2 separate regions of the Oryctolagus cuniculus genome follow, and region 1 is linked to region 2. Evidence: chromatin contacts called from public Micro-C data. All regions are on one chromosome and are shown on one strand. The core of a region is the stretch at or near the end of the contact, and the rest is flanking DNA. Distances in the headings are between cores, read along the strand shown.

Region 1 (7,012 bases), core at 2,684-5,183, 280 kb before region 2:
TGGCAGTTTATCTAGATTGGGAGCCAGGGATTTCTGATCCTCCCCAGCTTTGGCCAGTTTATCATCCAGCTCCTGCCTTGTCGTTGAGTTCATCCGGAGTATCTGTTGGGACTCTCAGTAGTATAACATTTTGTTATGATGAGATAAATACTTATAAAATTATATGATCACAGTCACAGGGGATGACATTTCATTAGTGCCGCTTGTGAGGGGCCTCTCCCTGTTTTTATTAGTAGAATCTGCTCTCTCGGTACTTAGACGCAAGCGTTTGATTTATTGCCAGCGTGGTAGGGAGTGCGTGGCGTGCCTCCCGTCAGCATTTGCTAACTGCTGAGACCTCCGGACCTGGGATTGCAGCAACAGCCGGCTTCCCTTCCATACCTGCTAGTGGAAAGTGCCTTTGTTGAGTCGGCCCACCTGTTCTGTGACTGACGACGATCTAATAAACAAAGCAAGAACAGCGAACTGTCCCTGTGCACGGGGTCTTTAAGATCAAGTCCTTGTGATCACCGTCCTCCGGTGGATGGGAGTTCATCGTGGGGACGGCGCTGGGGCAGATTAGGAATGGTGACAAAGTTACTTGGCCGCGTCCTGCCTTTCTCTTCTCGTGGGCAGCGTGGGGCCTTCACACCGGGGCATAGGGCAGAGTCCAGGACGCCTCAGGTCACAGCTGCCCGGCACCCTGCTTAGGTCAGGCCATCTTTGCGGCTTTCCAGATGTCACCTTGTGGGGACCCCAAAGGAATTTCTGGAAATGGGGAGTTTCACATTTGTTGCCAAACCCAACCATAATTCCACTCAATTTCGTTTTTTTTTTTTTTTAAGTGCTACTGATGAGGTTACCCTGAGTGCTTTGCGCGTTGCCTTAAAGGCAGATGGAAGTCTTTGCCAAGCCACCGTCTGTGGTGTCAGCAATGGGACTGGAAACTGAGCGAGGCAAGAGGCCTGTGGCCGTGTGCAGAGGTATGGGGCGGAGCCAGGCGAGAGGGCTGTGGCCGTGTGCAGAGGCGCAGGGCGGAGCCAGGGAAGAAGCTTGGGGCCGTGTGCAGAGGTGTGGGGCTGGAAACTTGCCCAAAGCCCCTCTCCAAGGGCCTTTCTGGGGTTGGAACTCGGCAGTGTGTGTGCCTGGGGTCCGCCTGCTCGGTCTTGTGTTATTTTCCATTTCTCAGCCAGGCAATAGTGCCGTACTTGCGTGTTTTCCGCTCCCTGACTGGCCTTGGCGCTGTCATGGGAAACTCACCCCTGCCAGACTACAAGCAGGCGCCATTTTGCGACGCGAACGGCAGGTTCCCTCTGACTTGGGCGAGGTGTCACACGGGTGCTCTCCACGGAGAAAACGGATGACGCCCGCATATGCCAATTACCAGTAACCGCTTTACAAAATTCCGACAAACAAGCCGGCTCCGAGGCACCCCCTCGGCTCGCCGCCCCCATGGGGTGCATTCAGAGCGCCTCCTGCCCATCGGTCTGCTGTCGGGTCAGACGTGACGCCAGCAACCTGGTGGAGACTGCACCTGCGGCGGCTAACATTTCCTGAGTGGGTGCTCCGTGGCATGCTGTGCACGCCTCAGTGGCGCGGTCTCACAACTCCATGAGGTAAGTTCTGTGATTTACTCCCATTTTCCTGATTCGGAAAACTGGGTTAAGTAACTTCAGGTCCTGGGGTTCTAAGTTACCTAGCCGCTGCCTCCTCTCAGTTTCGGCTCCATCTTGCTGTGCAGGACTAGCAAGAAGGCTTAGTTCCGCTTTCGCATGCAGTAGGCACTCTGTCGCCGCTGCTGATGACGCCGTTTCTGTAAAAGAGGGTGAGCACGGGTGGAGGGGTCCCGCGGCTCCCAGCCGGACAGCTGCGTTCTGCCCCCGTGGGCGACCATATCAAGACGGAAGCCGGCTGAGCCACACTGGAGGGTAAACGTCATGCTGTGTCCGTGAACTTCTGGCCGGCTGAAAACAGGAAGTCAACGCAGGCAGCAGAGAGGAGAGGGAGGACAAGGCCAAAGGGACTCCTTTCCAGTGGCCCGCTCCCGCCTGGGGACACTGGCCGGCCGGGCGAGCCTTGCTGGCCCCTCTGAAGCTGATAGCTTCCGTGTCCAGCAGCTGTTGGTTGGGGGTGGGGGTATGTTTTAACTGATAGGTTTAAAGAACCAGTTTAAAGGGTGATTAGCAAACCCAGTGAACAAACTTCATTATAGACTATGTATGTGTGTAATTTTGTAGCTGAGTGATGGAAGTGTGACATACGACTTTCACTTGTTGAGATAGGAATGTTTAGGAAGACTTTCTGGTGGAATACCCAGTACTTCTGCACCTAAGCTTCTTGGGTACTGAACATTAACTGAGTATGAGGTCTTAGTCCGAGTACCCAGGTGGTGCCTTGTACAGCAGTGGAGCCAAAAGATTAGGAAATGAAGAGAACAGATTCATTCTAGGCCTGGGGAATTTAACTGGGAAAGGCCTAGGGGAGTCAGATTGCGCCCTCTCGTGGTCTGAGATGCACCCCCAGAGTGCTGAAAAGGGTGCTCTGAGGTTCAGATTCCAAGGGGTATTTCATTCCAGGTGGTTTTTTGAAACACAGAGCATTGGGACTTGACCTTGCTGTGTGGATCTTGTTGGTGTAAAGTAACCAGCCCTGTCCACGTGGGTACCTGGACTCATCCTCACTCACTCCCAGGGCAGGTGCTGTGGGCTGCACGGCGTCCTTTCCACCTGCTTGCCTCGGCTTCCCCTTCCTCCTCCGGCTTTCCCAAGGAGCCACGTCAGAGGGCCAGGAGCCTCTGTAATCCTTTCTGCGCTAGAGTTCCACTGTCAGTTGCGCCCTCTCCTGTCTGTGCACCCAGCAGAGCAAGGTGTGTCATTGCGTGTTTATCCTGAGTGGAACACCGGGAACACGGCTCTCTCTGCACCTGCTGTTAGCTGTGGCGGGGCTCCAGTTGGTCAGCGTATTTGCTTTGTTCATTATTATCATCTCAGGGCTTGCTGTTTCTCTTCCTATCTAATTAAATGATTCCATTTTGAATAATTACATTTAAGTGCCAACAGTGTGCGAGGGGCGTTTCGTGTATAGAATTCGACAGAGTCTTTCCCAAGTAGATGTGTGGTCTGCATAAAACAGTACATAAACACAAGAAGAGTAAGAACAGCCTCAGGTAGCCTGGTCTTGGAGCAGTTCTTAGCAGGTGAAGCCACCAGCAGTGACCTAAGATGCAAAAGAAAAGATTCTCTGATTTTGTTATATCTGCATCTAGGGTACTACTTGAGAACAAACTGGGAATGTTCTCGTGTGTGTGTGTATATGTGAACACACACACACACATACGTGTATATATGTACGTATGAGGGGGGAAGTTTAAGAGTTTCAGTATTGGTTCAGATGAGAAGATTGATTGTATAAAATTTTTGTAAAAATTTCTGAAATGCTTGTAGCTATTGAATGAAGTGTGTTGGGAAGCAAAGAGCTGTGTGCGTGGTTAAAAGGTGCGACCTTCTTTTTACAGAGTTGCTGCCAGTTACGGTAAGCAGAATTCTAGAAGCTCTGTGCCCCTATCTCTAGGAATAAAAGACTCCTTTCCTTCAGTTGGGGGCAGCAGGAGTGAGCAGTAGGAAAAACACAGGAATTGGAATTAACCCAAACGCGAGTTTCATTCTCCAACACCTTGTACCCTAGAACAGGTCCCTACCTGCACCAGCACCAGCAGTGCCTGCTCCCTTGCCACGGGGGCCTTAAGTGAGATTACATTTGGGAGTGACCTGAAAAATCAACAGCAGTGTCAAACACGGATTCCTTGCACTTGAAGATGTGAAAATTGAAAATGAAACATTGACCAAAATAAAAATTTCTCCTTCACAACCAAAGCAAGGGAAAAAAACGTTTGCGCACTCCACACTGGCTGCTGACAGTGCTTGGGATCTCGTCAAGGAGCTGGTGGGTTTGTTGTTGCTTCATGATGAGAGCTCATGGAGTCATCCTGGAGGAGTTTGGGATTCAGTCCTCCTGTGATCTTAAGTGCGTGTTTGATCAAGCCATCGCCTTCCAAGCTGTGGCCAGTTTCTGTTCATGGAGAGCTCAATGGCGAGATGTTCCTCTGTCTGTAGTTTCTGGGCCAACTTTCGCTCACGATATTTGAAACCGCCAGTGTGCTAATAAGAGTCTTCAGGTATGTGTAGTTTGTAGTTGGTTGGACTTAGCCGAGAGTTTTCCATTTAGTTTTCAAAGGATTCCTGAAGGAGAATTTTTGTGTGGGTTCCTTTTGCCTAGTTTCTAGTCCCTTTATGACTTGTGTCTGGGATGGGACTCGGTGGATGGCTGTGTGCAACGGCAAATTTTCCAGCTAAGCATTTTCTTCTAATACCCATGCAGGAGTAAGATGATTTTATTTGATCGGGGGGAGCCCTGTGATAGAGCACTAATCTGGTGTGTTGTTTGTGTGGAGAAATCCGACTTGCAACAAGGGCACACCATCACCCCATTATGTGTAACCTTAATGCTCTAATGTTCTAACTTTAGTCAAAGCTACTAAAAAATGCAAAGGACTGTTCAATAATTTAAATTATCTAAAAAATTGAGCGTATTCCTTCAAATAATAATGGCTTTCATGATCTGATTTTTTAAAAATTCATTTTCTCATGGCTTGAATTACTTGGAAGTGTAGATATCAAAGTAAGTTTGAGTTTATTTAAGATTATTAAGTATATTTGTTACCATGCAGAGTTCCTGGAGGTTCCATATTCTTCGCCCAGCAGTTATAATCATTAGTGTTAGGCAGTACATAGTTCCAGTAGCAGAGCTGATGAGGTCGGTTTAGCTTGGAGTTCATTTTGTTAGCACTCCTCTTTAAAATAGTGCCCTGCAATGTGAGTCTTTGATTGTTTTCAACCATTAATCAGTTTTGTCAACTTAAAAAAATAGATTTGAATATCTGCTATTATTTGCTTTGTAAAATAAGAACTACTGTTAACCCTCTTAACCTTACTAACTTGAAGTGGGAAGCAGTATCTTTCGTAATTTATTTCCATTACTATTGTTGCACACTCTTTTGGTAAAGACAGGCAGTAGGCATGCACTGGATTGCGGCAACTCTGAATAAATTAAAGATTCCCCTGTTTCTGAAACTTCTCCTCCTCTCCAGTGATCATCGTAGACAATTTCAAGTTCTAAGTGTAGCATCCCCTGCTTCCCCTGCTGCTGTGGCTTACAGCAATAAATACTCTGTATTGATTAGTACTTAATTCTAATGGAAGTATTCGAAGGCTGGGAACATATTATAGCTTAGCATTCAGTGCTTTAATTTTTAAACAGTTTTTAAATTTTAAAAATTGATATAATTGCCTGAATATGCTTCTGTTATTGGATTCATCTCATGCTGTAAAATCATTCTCATTTCACATCTTTCCTAAAGATCATTTTGTTCACAATGCATTTTTCCTGGCACTTCATGCTATTTTTTGCATAACTGAAAACCTGTCATTTCCATTTTAGCTGAGTTTGAAAACACGAAAATCCTATCAGAGCAACACATTAAAGATTAGTACCGAAGCCCCCAAAAATTAATGGGAGAGAGCCATGTCGGGATTTTAAATTTAGTCAAATTATTCAAGTGTGCGATTTGAGTCTATTAATCTGGTTTTAGGCTGCGTAAGAGAAATACTTCTTTCTAAACGAGGGTTTTCTGTCTCAAGACGTGCTGGGAAGAGAAGCTTTCCATCTACAATAAATGCGGGGCCGGGGGAGGGGATGTTTGTTTCGTTTTTTTTGAAGAAAAGAGCAAAGCAAGAGCTGCCCCCAGTGCTCCACTATTATTTATTCTTAGTCAAAAACAGATCTTCGTGTACACACTGGCGATTAAAAGCGGGCTACCTCGGTGAAAGGCGGACTTCCTCGCGCTCAGTACGGAGAGACCCAGAACAAGATTCATCTCTGAGCTTTTTTCAGGGTGGCAGAGAGAAGTTGTTTTCCTTATGAAGGGAATTCTGTATTTACTTCGTTCTAGGTAGTTTTGTTTTTGCTTTTGTTTTGTTTTGTTTTAATGTAAAACAGAGTAGGAGAGAATGGGAACTGGCTGTTTCTTTGAAATTCTAATACAGTCTGTCTTCTTAATGAACCTGCCGCAGAGCCCAGGAACAGCTCCCTGCAAATAAACATGCTAGAAGTGATTTAGCCACAATGTCCAGACTGTGTAAACATCTAATTATTACAATAAAATTGTCAATAAATTTACATTACTGCTCCCTTTTCAAACGTTAACCAACTTTTTCTTCGCTTGATAAAAGGGCATAAATTGTATTTTTATGTGTTGGTGTTTTTGTTTCCATTACACTTCTTGCTGCACTCCAGACAAAAGACCTCCTGCCTTAATGCCCGGAGTTACTCCTGGGTGAAGCAAACTCCTACAGTTGCTTATTAACACAACGGGCTGTGTTTCCTTTCACAGCGAGATGGACGCACAGCCTCCACAAACCCATCTTTACACACAGCGTTCGTATGGAAAGCCACAGAGCCAGGCTTGTAGTCACTGCAGCTTTAAGAGAGGCACAAAGAATTAAAGCCCCTTATAATCCACGATTAGAATGGGAGTTTAAGTTGCATTAGAAGCAAAAGATAAAATGGCAAAATGCAGTAATTTCCTCTAACAAAGATTACGTCCAGTTTTCAGAATTATGATATCATGCTGAACATAATCCCCCCTATGTATTTCTTATATAACTGGTGTATTAACATTAGAAAAGCAGAGTGATATTGAATTCTAATGAGGTCTGGCCTGTGTGCTGTGCTAGAAGAAGAATGAGGATGACTCATTTGTATTCTGTGAAGCACTCAGAAATCCACGCGCATCCCTGTGGCTTCGGCGCGTGGTGCTGCTCATCTGTTCCTGCATGGGGGGGGGAGTTGCTGGGGGGAGATTCATGGCTTTGAACAGCATCTGAGCTGGAGGAAAATAGCAAACCGCTTTCCCACTAGCTTTGTCTCCTGATGGCCGTTTAGCATGGTGGCTCTGTCTCTGCTCTGGCTTTACCTG
Region 2 (6,813 bases), core at 3,556-6,055:
CTCTCTCTCTCTCTCTCTCTCTCTCTGTAACTCTTTCAAAATAAAGAAATAAATCTTTTAAAAAATATAATAAAATGCTCTTGAGTGTGGCATCCTCTGCTTCCTGGACACACAGCTGCCCAGCTTGAGACATTTTCCAGGCTTGCGTGTGGCTGGATGTGGCCATGTGACTCAGCTCTTATCACGCGATGCAGGGATGTGCACAACTTCCAGATCATCTTCTTAAAGCTATCTGGGATTTGATTTCACATCATATAGCACAGGGAGGGGACGAACGATGAAAGTTCAACCATATGAAGATAAATGTTCAAGCCAAGTGACGGGGCCCGGCGCCGTGGCTCACTTGGCTAATCCTCCGCCTGTGGCGCCGGCATCCCATATGGGCGCCGGGTTCTAGTCCTGGTTGCTCCTCTTCCAGGCCAGCTCTCTGCTGTGGCCCGGGAGTGCAGTGGAGGATGGCCCAAGTGCTTGGGCCCTGTACCCGCATGGGAGACCAGGAGAAGCACCTGGCTCCTCGCTTCGGATTGGCACAGCGCCGACCGCAGTGGCCATTTGTGGGGTGAGCCAACGGAAGGAAGACCTTTCTCTCTGTCTCTCTCATTGTCTGTAACTTTACCTGTCAAATAAATTTAAAAAAATCTTTAAAAAAACTTAAAAAAGATAAAAAATAAAAGAAAAGCCAAGTGACAGCCGTATGGCGATGGATGACACCACGTTAGCCCTACATTTGTGCGTGTTTGAAAAGTCTTACTGAGAAAGCAATTAAAAGATGCTTGTCACACTGGTGTTCTTTTCTCTCCTTACTGGCTGCAAAGGGAGCTGCCTGGGCCAGTGCAGCTCACAGGCGGTGGAGCTACTCCCCCAGCCTGGGGCCCTGAATGAACTCCTGGAGCTGGGCTTGCCCATCTCCCTTGGGGGATTACCTGAACTCCCACTGACTCCGCACTCATAGGGACCCCCACAATTTGGAGTTCTTCTGTTATCCAGGCAACCCTAGCCCCTTACAAACGTCTATTGTATTTCAAAACAGTTCCCATTACTCAAGATAGACTTTCAAAAGGTTCATGAGAAATACATACATGCATACTACGCAACTCTCTATGGATTGCAGTTTCTTACACCAAAATAAAATTCTCCTTCTACGGCTCATGAACTTTTCGAAGTATGCGCATATGTCTGAAACACGATTGACCAAGACCACTTCCAGCCCCTCTCCTTTTTAAAGTAACGCTAACATCCCTCCAGGTGAGTGTCTAGGAAGCAGCTCTAGGGCATTCTGCACCCAGACCTCTTCTCTACTGATGAGGAACCTGAGGCCTGCAGAGGCTGGGAGCTGCCTTGGTTACACACCTGCAGCAGAGCCAGAGTGGGAGCGGCCAGACTTCCTTGCAGACCAACACTTTGTGGCAAAGCACCCTTCAGTACCTCCGGCCGTTCCCTACCTCTGACACTGAAACAGCACAGCATCCCAGGAGTGATAACCTTGTAGCTGTCAGCTTACAAATCACCCTTTTTAAAAAACACAAAGAAAACCCTAGGTGAGAGCTGAGATCGTGTATACAAACTTGAAGTGTGCTTATATACACTGTTAATCGTCCTTGTCAAGGTTTATAATGGTTCTCCAAGTCTTGCTGCTATCAACTGTTTATCTTCATTGCCATCCCACTGAAGTGATAATGCCAGTACAACCACAAGCCCTCTTTTTCCTCTGTGAAGGATAGCAATATATTGGTGCAAATTTCTAGTGTTTATCTTTATGCATTCATGTAAAGGGAACCAAAGCTAAATAAATCACTCATTAGCAAGATAATCACAAACAAATCTTGGTACCTAGTGCTTCAATGATAAATCTCATCATTAATTAAAAAAATTCTTTGGAATCAACACAGCAAAAAGAGGGGCAAGGGGAGAGGTGATAGAATTTTTTTGTGTGTGTTTGCAAAGATTTATAGCAGCATTTGTTATATTCAAATGCGAGTTATATTTGACTGGAAAATTTTGAAGGAGATAGAGAAATTAAAAACAGAATTCAAGGAGCAGGTGATGTGGCACGGTGGGTTAAGCTCCCCCTATCCTTGGGACATGTGTCTTCCATGAGTGCCTGGGATTGAGTCCTGCCTCCGCGGCCCACCCAGCTTCCAGTTAGTGCACCTGGGAAGGAGCAGGTGATAGCCCCCAAGTATTTGGGTTCTCAGCTGGTGGGAGACCTGGGAGGAGTTCCCGGCTCCTGGGTTCAGCCTGGCCCAAACTTGGCAGTTGTGGGTAAATCAGGGAGTAAATCAATGGATGGAAGACCCCCCACCTCCATGACACGCTGCCTTTCAAATAAAATTTTAGAAAGAAATCTCAAGAGCAGTGAGTTCCCCACTTTGCAGAGTATTTGTGAATTAATGACGTATTAGGCACGGACAGCTGCACCTTCTGTGTGCTCAGTACCTGTGCTCCCCAGCATTCACTGCCCAAGGCTGTTCATCAGTAGGGGAGGCAGCAGTACCAGCCAGTGTTTTAAACAAGCAACTCTGCTTATCTTCCTCCTTAGAGCCTGAGGGCAGTTGCTGTATTAACCTTATCATTGTGGAAAGAGACAAAACAAAAAACAAACAAACAAAAAAAAACATCATTTCATCTCTGAAATTTCATCTTTTTCTCAAATGAGCAGTTTTCTGATCGTCAAGAAGGGGAGTGGAAGTTAGATTTTTACTGGGCTTTCTTTAAGAGTTCAAAGAAGAAACCAGGTATTCGCAGTGCATTAACCATCACACAACGGGAAGAGGACACAGACTGTGGACTAAACGCTCACGGTGTGAGTCCTGGGTTTTACCCGCATCCACTAAGCAGCTGTGACCAGACAGGAAGCAGCTCCTGAGCAAGCCAAGCTGTCCTCCAGGTCTCTGTGTTCCCTTAGCGATGTCAGATCCCACTGACCCCTCTGTTTGCCTCCTCCGCCAGCTTCTGGGTGCACAGAGCAGCAACTCCAAGGCTCCGTCTCTGAGTCCTCTTTTTAACTTGGACAACAATGCCAAACCTGACCCTGGGGCCCTTCCTCCTGCTCCTCTCTCCAGCTGCTCAGGAATCACCAAACTTTATGATTGAAATGAATGTTTTTATTCAGCTGCAAACGCTGGAGCTCAACCCGGGTAGCAGTGGCAGGGTGAGCACAGCCCTCCGGCGCGCTCAACCAGGTAATACGCCTTCTCCCCTTTTTTTTTCATTATCCCTTTAATGCAGAGCAGGGCTACTGATTACAAAAAGGCAGCTTGACTTCGGCAATAGGTCTTCTTCACTAATCCTCACTGTCATGGAAATTCCAGCTGCTACAAGAATAAGAGGCTCAATCCATATTTGCCAGCTCTAATATGAAATCTGTCAGGGCCCAAATTAATGAGTTCCAAATTCCTTACATCACGATAACAGGTTAAGACTGGTCAATTAATTACATAAATCCTTCCCGATCCATTGTGCGCGTGCAGCCCAGATCGTGTCTTACATTACTCCACGACACAAGGCCTTTTGGCTCCTGTTGTCCCGCAGAAAAGCCCCATTTACGGGGAGTCCGCCTGCCGCAGCACAATGTGAAATGTCACACGTTAAATTGGCACTTTTCTGTAATTGCTTTTGTTAAAAAAAATTAAATTAAAGCACAGGCTCCCGGCACAGGGCTATGCTGAGGGCTGGGGTCGGGCCGCCTGGATGCCAGGGCGGGGGGTACCTGAGCTCCATCTCTGATCACGTCCCACGGCCCCGCAGTGCCTGGGCCCTGCAGGGAGCGGAACCCAACAGCTGTCCACTTGTGAACAACCATGTTCCCTCCTGAGATCCGTGGCAGCAGGGATACACACCCAGGGGGGTGCTTTTCTTTTTAAAGGGCTTAAAATAGGCTTCCCTACACAGCCAGGGGCCCTGGTCGGCCCGCCAAAGTCCTAGATATAAAACACGGCCGGCCTAAGCGCCTTCGTGGGAGTGAGCGTTATCCCCGGCGCGGGCCGCATCCCCGTGCGGTCGGGGCCCTTCCTGACGGCTTTGCTATTTGCATTTGTGACTGGTGCACCCGACTGGGGCCGAACTGGGTCCCCAAATCTTCCGACCCAAGCCTCTTCCTCTCGAAGCGTGGAGATGCATTGGGATCCCGGCTGGCTGAGCGTGCCTCGCACTGTCGTCTGTGGTTTCCGACCGCAGCCTTTTCTCTGCGGGCTTCCACGCCGCGGCTTCTCCGGTACCTAAAGCAGCCAGCGCCAGCCGTGCTTCCTGCATCTCCTTACTGAGGGCTGCGGGCTCGGCGACCCCACGAGCGGGCAGACCGCGCCCCCGGGCGCAGGCAGCCGGTTCTCGCGCCCCGGGACCTGATGCCGCAACATCACGCAGGACCGCGCCGGCCCGGCGGCGCCCCCCTCCGTCAGCCAGCGGCCACAGCTCGGCTTCTGCGCCCGCAGACTGACAGGGTGGGGCACTCGCGCACACAAGGATCTGGACCCCCAGCCTCACGGGATGCGCCTCCCCACGCCCGCGCGCACACCCCGACCCAGGGCGCATCCGGCGCGGACGTCGCCTCCCCCTCCAGGCGCCCCTGCTAGGCAAGGGATAAGACCCCCGCGGGGCCGGGAGGGAATGGGGTGAGCCAACAGCGCGCGGGGCGTGGGCAGAGGAACACCGGCCGCCGGGCAGCGGCCCCAGGCGTCCGCGGGGACCGTGCAGGCCTCGGCCCCACCCGGCCTCCGTCCGGCCGCAGCGCCGCGCGGGCATCTGCAGAACAAAGCGCGGGGTCCGGGCTCGGCCTGGGGACAGCGCCACCGCGGGACCGAGTCGGGCGACCGCCACGCAGTCCTGGCGCAGCGAGGCCCCCTGCTCCACGCGCGCGCTCCCAAGCCGGGCGCGCACACCAAGCCCCACCACCCGAGGCCCCTGTGCGTGATCATTATTTTATTATTCTTTTTCCCGAGCAGCCGGAGTTGTCGCCGTGCCGCCGGCCGGGCGCTGCGGGGCGCCGCGAGTCGCCGTCTTTTTGTGCGGGTCGCTCCTGCTCGGCGCCCGCCGCCCCCTCCCCCGGGTTCTTTTTTTTTTTTTTCCCTTTCCCTTTCCGAAGCGCTGTTGCTATGGGTTACCAGGCGGTTGCCATGGGTTACCGGACCGAGGCCGCCGGCTCGCTACCTGCCACCCAGTCGCCGCCGCCGCCGCCGCCGCGGGCGGGAGGGGCGGGCGTGCGCGTGTGCGGGACGCGGCGCGGGGGAGAGCGCGCGAGCCGCGGAGGCGCCGCAGCCAACAGGCGGCCGAGGGGGCCGCCGCCGCCGGCGGGGTGGGGGGCGAGGCTCTACAGAAGGCCGAGGTAAGCGATGAGCCGAAACAGAGCCGCGCGCGGAGCCCCTCGGCGGCCGGACGTGCGGGGCCGGGGTCCGCTGGCGTCGGCGCTCCCGCGCGGCGGCGAAGGGGGCTCTCTCTGCGCGCTAGCCAGGGCCGGAGCCGCAGCCGCGCAGTCTGTGACCAGCGTTTACATTCCGCAGAAGGCTGTCTCGTGGTTCATATTTGCTCTTGTTAGAAGCCTTTGGAATTTTGCAGAGAGAGGATCATTAAGTCCCAGAGTTGGCGCAGCTAGAGTAAATTAGTGTCCCCTGCGCTGCTGCGAACAGCGATCCGGAAGTGTCCAGCACGAGGGACTGACTGGGTCCTGGCTGACTTAAAGGGACAGCGGTGACGCGTTTGCACCGTGCGTGTGGCAGGGGGAGCCCAGTGCTTTGCAAGTGTAGCAAATGCTGAAGACACTGGTGCTTGTCCACAGCCTCCTAAAATTCCGAACGCCACGTAGAAACGTGTGCATTTCTAATGATTTTGATCTGCAAAGACAAGTGGTGTCCATGCTCTGAATGCCGGGTCGTGCAGCTTGGTCCAGGCAGCATTCTGTATGTGAACGTGTTTTCTGACCCACTCCAGACAAAAAGCACAGACTGGGATTGGAGTTGGTTGCTTCGTGTCGTGCAGAGATGCTGCACTGCGCTCCCGGGGCACCCGCTGGCGGGGGAACTGGTCCGAGCCAGACTGTTTAGGACAGAACACGCTGTTGGTACTTTTGTCTTAAACTTTGGCAATGGGGGCCTCCATTGCAGTCTCACTCCGTACAGATACATTCCTAAGGCACCGGAAACCCGTAAGAGGAGCTCAAAGCCATATCCAATGTATTGTTGGCCATAACAGTACCTGCGGTTGGTTATGCTAAATGGCTTTGTTCAAATTCTTACGAGTTACACAAAAGAAATTTTATTTTACGTCACTGCGTATCACTTTTCTGGGATTGTTCAATAAAATGTGAACTAGGCTCTGGCATGATACTCCGTGTCTTCAGAGACGATCACCACTTAATCTGCCCTAGTAAAGTTTAAAACCTGAAATTTTATCTAGAATAAATCCCTTTGTTGCAAAGGAGACTTTAAAAGGAGCCTCAAGTAACAGGTTGCTGACTTTCACTGTTGACAACTTTGAGTCCTAGAGAAATCTGGTTGTAAACAAAGCACACAGGCTGGCTTTGACCTCTGCTCTCTCGGGATGAGCCTGAGAGATTTGGGTTTGCTGTAAGAAAGCACCGGGGATTACCATTTTTCAAATTTGTGTCACCTTAAAAGTAAACATCTATTGTTTATGTTTATGTCTAAACACCTGTATGTTTAAATAAACATCTGTTGTTTTCGTGTCATTACATTGTTTTCTTTTCCTAAAGAAAGCTTTATGTAAAAAAAAAAAAAAAAAAAAAAAAAGCCAGAAAAAAATAAGAGACAAAGCCAGAAAACCACTGGGAGCTGAAGTTCTAAATATCCCAGCCGCAGGAAA

Evidence for each region. A called contact is a pair of places that touch in the nucleus more often than the background predicts.
Region 1: a Micro-C map of ear pinna shows a contact between it and region 2, with 4 times the contacts expected there. The contact joins two enhancer-like sites. A contact is called at or near these places in 5 of 6 Hi-C or Micro-C datasets (ear pinna, embryonic fibroblasts, psoas muscle and 2 more).

The regions. Positions count from the first base shown.
Region 1 is chr16:18,356,487-18,363,498 of mOryCun1.1, reverse strand. No RefSeq gene overlaps it. Among named protein-coding and RNA genes, the nearest start is that of SKAP2, 190 kb to the left of the region's middle. Within about 2 kb of position 3,933, at least 1 of the 8 cell types and tissues checked has an H3K27ac peak or open chromatin away from gene starts, as enhancers often do. A contact at or near this core is called in ear pinna, where this site is marked.
Region 2 is chr16:18,079,408-18,086,220 of mOryCun1.1, reverse strand. No RefSeq gene overlaps it. Among named protein-coding and RNA genes, the nearest start is that of SNX10, 70 kb to the right of the region's middle. Within about 2 kb of position 4,805, at least 4 of the 8 cell types and tissues checked have an H3K27ac peak or open chromatin away from gene starts, as enhancers often do. A contact at or near this core is called in ear pinna, where this site is marked.